2 separate regions of the Sus scrofa genome follow, and region 1 is linked to region 2. A link is a contact called in public HiChIP or PLAC-seq data. All regions are on one chromosome and are shown on one strand. Each heading gives the region's core, a stretch centred on a gene start, on an enhancer-like site or on the middle of the called end of the contact. The rest is flanking DNA. Distances are from core to core; before and after follow the strand shown. Region 1 holds the start of FGFR1OP2 (FGFR1 oncogene partner 2). Region 2 holds the start of STK38L (serine/threonine-protein kinase 38-like).

Region 1 (6,142 bases), core at 57-2,556, 250 kb before region 2:
ATTTGTCAGAAGAAAACATTTCTACAAATAATCGTACTTGTTTCCCTTACATAACACATAATAGCGACAAATACTCTTCAAATACACTTTTGATGATCCTTGTGAGTTGACATCAATCACATAAAAACCTGCAAACCAACCCAGGTCAGCATTTTTGGGCTTCCCTCCAAAAAAAATCTCAAGACTTCTGAAAAAAGGTTTGGAAACTGGAAAGAGGAGTGACAACAAAAGGGAAGCCCCAAACATAAACATTTCCTAGGATAACTGCATTATTAGATTTTCGCATTAGGATAAGGACCTCAAATTCACACTCTCCCCATTAGCTTTAGAAACACCACAGTAATTTATCATGTAGAACAGAAAAACTTATGTGCTATTATCACACTGATGGGAGAAAGAACTTTTAAAACTTTCTTACAAAAACTCCCTTGCTTCGCTAATACAATCTTATACCGAATAGACAATTCACATTCGAAAAGCACATGGTAAACAGAGCAAAAGTGTTCATCAAAACGAACCGATTTTTTACAGCCCGGCCGCTTTCAAACGCATTTCCCCTTCATGCAAAACTCTTCTTTGAGAAACCTAGACACACTCTGCCAGAGGGTGGGGGGTGGAAAGTACAAGGTGAGTGGATAGGGAAGATCTCAGGATCGAGGTTCGCTTACTTTCGTGCCTGGTCTTGCAGTGAAAACGAACAGAGGCTAAGAACCACAGCCTCTCTGGAAAAGGCTGCTGGCTGGGTGGGGAGGGTCAGCGCACAGTCAGGAATGTCTGGTACCAAAGACCGGGGACTAGGTTTTCCCCGCTCATCTCCTAGCACACCGGTCCTTCCCAGGCTTCCTAAATGCAGGAGCGCGCGCGCGCCTGCGCGTGAACACAAACACTCACACACTCGGACTGGCGCGTGCGCAAAGCGCCCTTGACAGCCCCGCCAAGCTGCCCTTCCCCCTCGGTGGGCCAGACACTAAGGTCTCTAACAGGAAGAGGGCGGAGCCAAGGGGAAAAGAATGCCTCCAACCATCAGGATTTTCTATCCGCTAATTTTCCCAGTCACCCATTGGGAAGATTGATCCGGGCGACCTGAGAACCTCCCCACAGCGAAGTACCAACCACAGCACCAGCTAAAGCAGCCACGGTCCCCTAAGCGTAAGGCCCTCCCACCAGGTCTCCCTTCTCAGTCTCTCCAACCCAGGCCGATTTCCCCAAGCAAAATTCGCGAGACTTAGCGAGAGGCCGAGCAAAAGCCAGAATGTGGATCAGTGGGGAGGGACGTATAAGTGCCCCGCCCCTACCTCTTGCGCATGTCAGCTAGAGGCCTCAAGTAAATCGCCGGGTTCTGCCCCCACGGTAACGCGAGGGAGGAAGTCTCGCGAGGTTGAGGCGCTCTGAGAGCGCAGGTCGGAGGCGGTGAGCGGAGGTTTTTACCCTGACCAGTAATGGGACTGATCACCTATGACCCTCCCATCTGCCCCAACACTACCTCTGCTGGGGTCTGCGTCTGCTATTGAAGAAGCTGAACAAGCGAGAGGAGTCTCTTCCCTTGGGTGCATAGGTCCCCGTTGGCAGAGGCTTTGAGTCCTAGTCGCCACAGCTGACGGCTGCGAGGGATTGAGATCAGAGTAAGTGGAATCAGTCCAGGGACCAGAGCGGGTTTAAGAGAGTCGGAAGCTTCCTTCCCCTGACGGTGCTCTTTGCCCCACCTCTTGAACCACCGGCTGCCCGTGCCTGGGCGCGGTAGTTCCTCTCTGTTCTCAGCTCTGAGACCGTCTTTCCGGAGCTGAGGTACGGAAAGTTTGATGGAAACCCTTGGCCCAAATCTTGTGGACACACCTTTCGTCTCTGTTTTCTTCCTGCCTAACCCACCTGGGAGCTCAGCATTTGCGAGGCGGGGTGGGGGTGGTCGGCAGGGATGGAAGAGGCGTCCTTTTCAGTTTTCAGTTTACCCCTTTGCAGAAGATGACTTGGTTAATCATTACTTCTTTCTTGAAACCGCCCTCCAAGAAGTATTGCTCTTTTCCTAGTTCTCTTCCTGGATAATCATACTGCCTTGAAGCTGCCCTCCAAAGAATCCTATCTTTTCCTGGTTTTCTTCCTGCCTTTCTTCTGTATCTCATCTCAAATGATGGTATACCTGTATCCATCCTGCTGTCCAGATTAGGAACCTAAGGCTCATCCTTGGCTTATTTCCACTTTCACTGCACTATGGTATTTCTTCTTTGACCAGAATCATTGCCCACCCCCAACTGATTTCCCTACCGTCATCCTTCCCTGCCATTCTGAAATACAAAATCTGTTTATATCAACCCTTTCTTTACACCTTTTTAGTATCGATATTGCTGACCAAATTGTTAAGTATATCACTTAGGACCTTTTACTGTGTGTCCTAATCCACTTTACCTTTTCCGTCTTTTTTTGCCTCGCCTCCAAATACCTCAGTATCCTGTCATGCCAGACTACTGGCTGTTTCTCCAACGCTTTCACAAGCCTTTGTATATGCTGCATCATCTGCCTTTAATGCTTACTCTTCCTTTTTTTAAAAAGCACCTATCAAGATCCAATTCATAGACTTCTCAGATTCCTCCAGGTGACACTGATAGTACCACCGTGCTCCCAAAGCACTTAAAATAGTCCTTTTGCAGTGTTTTTTAGATTGTGTGAGACATTATTTGTTCAAGTATCTGTCTCTTGTGCCCGTTTGCGCTTGAGCTGGAATCATGTCTTATCTTTCTCTAACAGAAGTTCGTCCAATGCTTGGCACATAGCAGATATTATTTATATATATATGTGTGTGTATGCGTATTTATAATGTAATAGAACCCTGACCTGTTTTGAATATGAGGAACCTTGTTACCCCAACACACAAGGAGTTGTACTTTTAATATCTATTTGTTGAGGTTGTGCATAGTAGCAAAAAACTTCTATGCTTTTAAATGATTTTGTATTTTATTATTACCAGTCTCTGCCTATAAAAAAATAGTGGGATATATATGTATGAGAAATATTTAGACTATAGACCATGCTTGGTGTAAGTATATCCATGTAACTCTTCCAATGAATCCTTGCCCATAGGTTAGAAATAATCAAGATTAGGTTAGTCCTTTGCTGAATTGTCTTTCCTGTTTGAACATATGTATGTGCAACTTATATTTAGCTACAATTCCAAGTAGCATGTAGTTAAAAAAAAAAATTCTTCTGTGTCCTTACTTTCAAATTCTGTTCTTCCTTTAAAAATTCATTTTCTTCATAAAGCTCCAAATGTGTTCATTCCACCATTTTCAAGGACAGTGAAAATTTCTTGTACTTTCTCATACAATGATATGTCTGTATGAGATGCTTTTCTAAAATACATAATTTACATGTTTTCTTTCTTGATCTTTTTAGACTTGGGCTTCTAAGAAAGCTTTAACTATGGCTTTTTATTTTTCTATTTCCATATGTGTCAGTTAATATTACCTACTAATTAACTTTAGAGGCACCTTCCTAAGTAATCTGATAAAATTTTGTAACTGAACTGGACTGTTGGTGTTCATAGACACATTTATGGTATGTCAGTGGTCACAGTATTTCTCTGTAGTTCTAGCTATAATGGATTTGTGGATAAAAAAGAAAGAAGAGTGAATTTTTCCTAACCAAAATCCAAAACTAAACAGCTGGCAGTTGCAATCTTGGGTGGGTGGTAGTTTTTCTTTTATCATCAGCAGAATGTTCTGAACCCTCTGCCAGGAGTCTGGTTATGAATGTCTTTGGGTGGTAAAGTGGGCGAGAATGTGGCTAATGTGGAGCAGGGGAGCAGGGAACTGTGTTTAAAAAATTTCACCTATAATTTGAACCTGCCTGTTGAAGATATTGTTAAGCAAGTACACTGGGACTAGTTAGGACATTCACTGTAAGAATGGACAAATAAATTGAGAATATCTTTTTTAAAAACTAGAGTCTTTTTTAAAATTTAAAACATGTTCGAGAATATGGAAAACAGTCTTCCCATTCCAGTTAGCAGCCAAAAAAGGGAGGAAAAGCACAATGGTTTTCAAAGAAAAGGTGGCAAAGTAAATGCATATTCTAAAATATTTTAAACTTTTCTGTGGTTTCACATACAGGAAATGAACATGCGGATTCTTAGAAACTTCGTGTCACTGTTTTTCTGAAATGCTAATAAAAGTATACTTTGAATTACCTGCTGTTTATAATTCTTTTCTCTGAATAGGAATGTTTTTATAGTTACAAACAAATTTTAAATGTAGTTCATTTTGATAATAGTATTTTTTGTTTTGTTTATTTATTTATTTATTTATTTTGCTTTTTACGGCTGCACCCGCAGCATTTGGAGGTTCCCAGGCTAGGGACTGAATCAGAGCTGTAGCTGCCGGCCTACGCCACAGCCACAGCAACGCAGGATCCAAGCCATGTCTACCACCTACACCACAACTCACAGCAACACCGGATCTTCAACCCACCGAGCAAAGCCAGGGATCGAACCTCTGTCCTCATGGATGCTAGTCAGGTTCATTAATCACTGAGCCATGATGGGAACTCCAATAGTGGTATTTCATTCTACAATCCCAAGAATGTTTTTTAAAGTAGATGTTAATCATAACTTTTAAAAGCCAAATTGGTCCTGTTAAAAAACAACATTCAACTGAATAAACTTTAAAGATCTTACTGGCTTTATTCAAAGATTCATGAATCAGGCAGCCCATCTAGCAGATAGGAAGGAGTTACAAAGAACTGAACAAAATTAAAGACTTTTTTATAGGAGAAGGGAGTGGGACAAGGAAGTTATACTAGAAAAAAGCAGATTGGTTGTGACAAGATTACTTTCCTTTAGGGCATGGCAAAGGTCTGTCAGGCCTTACTTGTGAGATGACCTCACTCATGCTGACTGGGTGATTCTAGATTGACTGATTTAAGTTTCCATTTCTGGACAAGGCTGAGATTCCAAGCAAAGTCTTGGTTTGGTCATGTGGGGCTGAGCATAAGTGACTCCATTTGGGGCCTTTTGTCTTCTTTTTAACAGTCTTATAGTTAACTGTGGTGGCTGGTTAGAATAGGTGCTAGGTCATAAGGAAAAATATTAGAAATTTGTTATTTTTTTTGTCACACTCCCATTTCTTTTCTATTGTTGGTTTTAAATTCAATTTTTATAATATTTTGGAAGTCTTATTGGTAGAGTCAAAGAATTTGCTTTGTTTTCCCACCCAGGAGGCCAAAATAGGTTTTGTGTGGGTAAAAGCAAACAGAGCCCTTGAGATCCACCTTGGCTCATGAGTTTGCACTACAGTGGGTCAGAAGTTCTATTTCTGGTACCATCCTGGCTCCTTCCTTGCTACATGGTGCTGTCAGTCAGCTCCTTACCTTTGAAATCCCAAATCTATTTCCTCATTGATAAAATGGGGATAGCCTTATCCCATTGACCAAAAAACAATGTAAGGTGATATTCCTCAGGTTCATAAAGCCACTAGCAGTTTTGTCCTCCACCTCACTATTCGTTCTTCTGCCTCCTGTATTCTGCTGTTAGCTGCTTCCAGTGAATTTTTTATTTGTTATTGTATTTTGCATCTCTTCTTGCTTAAGCTTTATATCTTATATCTCTTTGCTCAGTGTTTCCTTTAAGTTACCCATTTTGCCTCCATTTTATTTCCAATCTCTTGCATCATTTTCAGCATCAACAGTCTAAAGTTTTTTCCCTGGAGGCTGAGAATCTCCTGATCAATTAACTGATTTTCTGGGGTTTTTTCTTTCTCCCTCATCTGAGTTACAGTTCTCTGTCTTTTTATTTTTATAGGTTTTTGGTGTGGTGACCTTTTTGTAGATAACAGAGTTGTAACCACTCTTACTTCTGATGTCTGCCCCCTTTGTGGCTGAAGTTGGTATGGGGGGCTTGCTATAGGCTTCCTGATGGGAGGGACTGATGCCTGCCCACTGGTAGGTGGAGCTGATTCCTATCACTCTGGTGGATGGGGCTTTGTCTCTGCCTGGGGGGCTTTAGGCAGCCTGTTTACTGATGGGAGGACCTAGTTCCCACCTGGAATGTTGTTTGGCCTGAGGCTTCTCAGCACTGATGGGTGGGGCCATATTTTCCCAAAATGGCCACCTCCAGAGAAAGGCACACTGCTGAATACTCACTCCCAAGAGCTTTGCT
Region 2 (6,143 bases), core at 2,854-5,353:
AATAATACCTAAATCATTGGCTTATTGTAAAGATTAAATGAGACAGTACAAGCAAAGAACATAATGCTTGGCACACAGGAAGAGCTCAACAAATATTAGCTCTTCTTAGTCAATCCATGGAGTTAATCAGGAATTAACACTGCCCATACTCACACAAAGGGGCATGTTCAAACAATTTACCTTGATAGCATGTCTCTCTCTCTTTACTCATAATTTTTTTTTCTTTTTAGGGCCATACCTGTGGCGTATGGAGATTCCCAGGCTAAGGGTCTAATCAAAGCTGTAGTGCTAGCCTACACTACAGCCACAGCAATGCCAGATCTGATCCACATCTGTGACCTACACCACAGCTCACTGCAACTCCAGATCCTTAACCCACTGAGTGAGGCCAGGGATCAAACCTGCATCCTCATGGTTAGTAGTTAGATTTGTTTCCGCTGAGCCGCGAAAGGAGCTACTTAATAATAATTTTTTAATGCTTAAAAAAATTCTCCAGGGAGTTCCCATGGTGATGCAGTGGGTTAAGGATCCAGCATTGCTACAGCTGTGGTGTAGGTTGTAGCTGTGACTTGGATTCCATCCCTGGCCCAGGAATTTCCATGGGTCTCAGGTGCAGCCAAAAAAGAAAAGAGAAAATAACTTTCCATATCTGCAGTTACATCTCTATTATCATTTTTCCTACTTGTGTCTTCTTCCCCACCCCCGCCTTTAGTCTTGCCAAAGTTTTTCTATTTGCTCAACTTTTCATAGCATCAAACTTATTGGCCAATTTCAGAATTCTTTAACTTTGTGTTACATTTCTGCCTTTATATTTCAGAATTGTATTTGAATGTGTTAATTATAACAGAATTTACATCAATTTAAAGAATAGTGTTATAACTCTGTGGGAGTGGTTATGTATTTTACCTATACTTGGTACACATAAGGACCATGACATCTGGAAGGGATTCTACTCTGATCTTTACCTCCTTCTGCGTTTTTTTTCCTGATTTATTGTTTTCTTTTACACATTTCCTGAGTTGAGAGCTTGGTTCATTTATTTTTACATTTTTGTGTTTTCTGTTAAGTGCATTTAAAGCAATAAATTGTCCTTTAAATACTGCTTTGACCATAGCCCACAATTGCAAAGCTATTTATATATAGAAAAACAACTCTGTTTTCCATGTGAAATGATTTTACTAATGGTTTCCTACTGTTATCACTTACTACCATCATTTGGCATTCTGTGGTTATTTACTATGTGGTAGGCGTAGAACAGTAACAGTAATACTAAATTTCACCCACTGAAAACAAAAATCAGATGAATTCTGGGTGCTGAAAACATTTTCACCATTCTTCTTCTTTCTGGCCTACAATTTTAGCTTGTCTATCTACATGTAGCGTAGATTGGGAGAAGAGGGAATAAGTGGAAAGGGAGTGAGTGGGGCTAGGGGTTGAACCCACAACCTCATGGTTCCTGGTCAGATTTGTTAACCACTGAGCCACAACGGGAAATCCATGAACTTTAGTTTCAATTGGTAGTAAGAAACTTGATAATAAGAGTTTTGGAAAGCCCTACCAAAAAAATCTATTATTTAAGCCAAGCATTCTTAATCTGGGTCTGTGAATTTTGATGAAAAAATAAATATACCCATTAAATATATATCTATATATAGATATAGCTATAAAGCATTTGCATAAATAATAATACATGTGCATACATTTTTTTTTACTAAGCCCTAATTGAAAATTAGCATTTCTTCCATCATGAATATAGTCAGTAAACCACAGTAACATTAGCAAACTGTGACTTTGTCCCCAATAGAAGTCACACATATTTTCTACCACATTAAAGTTGATGCAGATATCTCAAAATACTGTTTATGTGCATCACTACTGCAAAATTACTGTAGGTACTGATCTTGTTACTTAAAGCATTAGTAAAGGAGCAAATACATAACTATTAGTTATCTATGGCAGTGTAATAAATCCCCTCCCACCACATTAGTGGCCTAAAAAGATGAATAAGTATTGTTTCACCGTGTCTGTGGACAAGCAATCAGGTAAGATTAGCCATGTCTGTTAGCTCAGTGTTCTTTACCAGGCTGCAACCAAGATGTCGCCTCGGGCTACAGTCATCTCACGGTTCCACTGGAAAAGAATCTGCTTCCAGGCTTACTTATGAGGTTGTGAGTATGATTCAGTTTCTCTTGGGTTGTTGGACTGAGTGCCTCAATTCCTTGAAGACCTTGCTTTGTTCTTTGCCACATGGACCTCTCCATGAGACAGGGGACAGCATGACAGCTGGTTTCCATCAGAGTATGTAAGAAATAGAGCAAGAGAGGATGAACAAGATGGAAGCAAGAGTCTTTTGTAACCTAACATGGAAGTGACATCCCTTCATTTTTGCTGTATTCTCTTTTTCAAAACCAAATCACTAGGTTTACCCCACACTCAGGAGCGGTTTGTGCAAGATGGAAATATTGGAAGGTAAGGATTACTGGGAGTCATCTTAAGAGCTGCCTACAACAGAGCTATAACAAAAACTCATTTTTTGGTATTTTAATAATTGTATATTAATATAAGCAATTTCCTTTATAGCCCTAGGTAGTTTCTTTTATGCATTTAAAAACACTATTCTGCAAAAGGGCCTATAGATTTCACCAAACTTCCAAAAGGGCACTTGGCTCTAATTTGATTCAGGTCAGGCACCTTCAACAACCTGGGGGAATTTGTTTGGAATGGCCTCAATTTAGAAATTGGAAGTTGAAGATGTACCCTGCCCCACATTACCCTAGTCTAATACCCTACACATTCCTCTAGTGCTATGAAAATATTATGGCATATTTGAAAATATAAACTTGCTATAGGATACTCCATAAACTGTTTCCAATCCTACCACACTTGAATTAGTATGTATGCACTAGAGGGAGAATGGGGTGCAGGCATCTGTCAAGCATGTTTGATTATAATTAAACCTCTTATTTTCACGTATGTCAACTGTCATTTGTGTCTTAAAATGACCATATGATGTAGGAAGAACTGATTTCTTCAAGAACACACTAATTACCAGACAACATAGTGCTTTTTCCACTATCAAGGTATATATGAGAAAGCAGAGTGTAAAAAAAAGAAATGATATTATGATTCTTCTCTAAGTCTTTCACGTGCGTTGCCTACCCTCATCAAAACTAAAGATAATGGTTGGCATCTCTGAATTATATTTTCTGCAAGCACAATGCCAGCTTTGCATATTGTCTTAACAGTCTAAAAGTTAATGGTATTTTATAAAATCTCTAATATTCAGATAGAAGATAAATTTTTCAATGATAATTAGGAATGAGTCTCTTCATTGGCTTGTCCAGTAAGTTTTCTCCCTAAGCTCAAATGCATCATCCTCCCAAACATCTTTTCTGAGGCACACTACAGGATGGTGATTTTTCTCATAGTTTTCTTATCCTAAATAAGCAACCCAGTATTGTCAGTTATTTTAAGATTTTCCCCAAGCAAGATAACTCGAGCAAGTTTTTCATGTATGTCACAGAGTTTTTTGGCAGCTTTTCCAAATGCGAATCTCTCTCAAGTTGTTAGAGTCATGGTGAAATGGAAAAGGGTCAAGAAACCTGAGTGGCTTCTAGATCTCACAGCTACTAACTAGGCAGCTTGATCAGTCAGTCCAGTTTTGTTGACCACATTGTCCTACTCTGCAAAATGTTCCCCCAAATCACTAAAATTATCTCTAAGCCACTTTCCATCTCTATCATTCGCATTGCATAGTGAAGCATCAAGAAAAACTGTTGACATTTAGAATACGTGACTAATGTAGCAACACACAGGGCCACTCCCAAGAGTGGCCTGAACTAGCTCTGGGCAGAGTAGAGGGAAGTGAGATGAGGCTGATGAGAGGAATCGGTGACCATTCAAACAACTCCACCGCCAGGCGCAGGTGGATGGGGTGGGGCGGGGGGCGGTGTTGACGACAGAAGACTACTTCCGGCTGTGGTGCGTATGACGTCAGGACCGATTCGGACCGGCCCAGCCACCAAGAAGCCGAGCAGGGAGGGCTCGCGAGAGTTCAAGGAGGCCACCCCGAGATTCCGGCGCGGCAGCGGCGGCGGGTCCCACCTCCTGGGGGCGGGGCGAGGGCGGAGCGGGCAGCAGGGAGCGGACGGCGCCGGGCCGGTTGCGGTCCGTGCGGAGGCTGAGCCGGCCGCGGGCGCGACCGGAGGCAGGTGAGTGTGGGGATGCGGCGCTTTGAGGCGGCAGGCGCTGGGGGGCTCGTCTCGCTGTGCCAGCCCCAACTCTGTGAGCGGAGCAGGAGATTTTATGTGTCTTTGGGTGTCCAGGGAAAGACGGGCTCATTTCGCGGCTGGAAATGCCTCCGGTGAAGCTCCAGCGACGGCCTTGGCCCTCTTGTTCCCTGGAGTGCTACTGGCCCCAGGTGTCCGGAGAGGTGGCCTTGATCCCAGGGAGGAATCTTTGTCCTTCCCTGCTCCTTTCCCCTTCCACGCCTCTGCCCCCGAGCACCCTGCTCCCCGTCCCTGCCTGGGCTTCGTAAACAATAACAAATGTCGCGGATCCTCTCCTGTATCCCCAGCTTTCCCGTCCCGTGCCTTCCAGCTGGTGCCACTGAGGGGAAGGATTCTGGGCATAGCTCTTAGATTGTGGGGGCTGTTTGTGTACCATTCCTAAAAACTGATGCGTCAGATTGCTAAACATTTCTCAGACACTGTAAAGCCGCCCAGCTCCCAGAAGCCACAGTGTTCAAAACCGGTCTCGGAATCTGCCACTGGAACCCTAGACCCTTCTTTTCAATATCGTTTTCTCCCAACCCTTTTTTTCACCTTTGCTATCGGGGACAAACGAGTGCTTGTTTGGTATGAGAAGAGGAAAGACTCTACCCGATTGAGTAGGAGACATTTCACCTTTAAAAAGTTGCCAGGTTGATAGCAAAAGAACAAAAGTTTATTTTCAAAAGCGGTGGCCTCCCGTTTACTGTTGCTACTTTTGTGGGGCCGCTTTTCTGGTCCTTAGTTTGGAAGAAAAGTATAAAAAGAAATAGGAGGGGGGCGGGAGAGCTGGTGGTGCTAGAAGTAGTGGATGTCCAAAGGGTGATGCTGCCGTTCCTCACTTGATAAAATGCAGAACCAAAGCTCTTGTCTATTTCATGAAACTTGTGATAAGTTTTGATAGAAGCCAGTTGCTCGGGAAAGGTGGCCGGAGTAATAGCTTTATTACTAACTACTAAAATCTGAGGAAACAACTTTTAAGCGTTTTACTTTATGTCTCCTAGCTGTAAGATGGGAGAGAGACCTTGTCTTTTGGGGGCTGTGAGTGGGGTGGGGGCTTAAGCTTGTTAGGTCTCCCTACTTTGAGGCAGGGTCTATTGTTGTTTAAGCTCAGTTTCCTTACGGAGGGAAGGTTTTTCAAAGTTCTTTGTCTCAATCGTAAATGCATATAGATACTGGCAACCTCTTTGTGTTTGGCCTTTCTTTGTATTGCCTCAGGATATATAAAACAATTAAGTTTATTATAGTCTCTACCCAGTAGCTGGGAGGTATTGTATGTGAATTAGCCACTCTTGTGACTATTTGATGGAAGAGAAGTTAGTCCAAAATAGAACGTTAAAGTATGATGATATTTGCTCATTGCAAAGGTTCATTAAAGTAATTTTGTGTAAAAATATCCTGATCTCAAAGGAAGTACAATGCATAATTTTTTTTTTTTTAATTTGATCTGGCTTAGCTTTGTGGTGTTCTCCTCGTTAAGATGGCTGATAATATTTCCCATTTGGTTGGGATATATTTAGAATGAGAAGTAAATTGGGTGTAGTTTTTGTAATCCTTTAAAACGCCCTGCCATGGGGAATGAAAAAAAATTAGACTTAGAAAAACCACATTAAATGAGTGCCGTTCTTCTTTTAGTCTTTTGATTTTGAGTTTGTTTCAGAGTAAATCAAAGGATAGAGACCAATGAGCAAATAAAAAGGAGTCCTCAGCCATTTTTATGCCGAAAAAATTAATTTCAAAAGGTAGGACACTATAAAAACAAAGGAAGAATTGTGCTTTGTAGAAAATGGTGACAAAGCCATGGACTCAACTCAGCCATTTGTTTTCAGAAAAGTTCCGTCCCCTCAAAGTAAGGGCAAGATCATTATGTTAGCG

What was found. HiChIP or PLAC-seq counts read pairs in DNA pulled down with a chosen protein or histone mark.
Region 1: an H3K27ac HiChIP or PLAC-seq map of alveolar macrophages shows a contact between it and region 2. The contact joins the promoter of FGFR1OP2 here to the promoter of STK38L in region 2. A contact is called at or near these places in 4 of 47 Hi-C or Micro-C datasets (heart right ventricle, liver and skeletal muscle) and 2 of 2 datasets of contacts at active chromatin or transcription factors (alveolar macrophages and skeletal muscle).

What each region holds. Positions count from the first base shown.
Region 1 is chr5:46,819,226-46,825,367 of Sscrofa11.1, reverse strand. FGFR1OP2 (FGFR1 oncogene partner 2) reads left to right here and starts at 1,306. Exons shown (of 6, transcript XM_005664032.3): 1 at 1,306-1,622. It overlaps INTS13 (integrator complex subunit 13), which reads right to left and starts at 858. Exons shown (of 17, transcript NM_001243595.1): 1 at 669-858.
Region 2 is chr5:46,572,676-46,578,818 of Sscrofa11.1, reverse strand. STK38L (serine/threonine-protein kinase 38-like) reads left to right here and starts at 4,103. Exons shown (of 15, transcript XM_021092164.1): 1 at 4,103-4,211.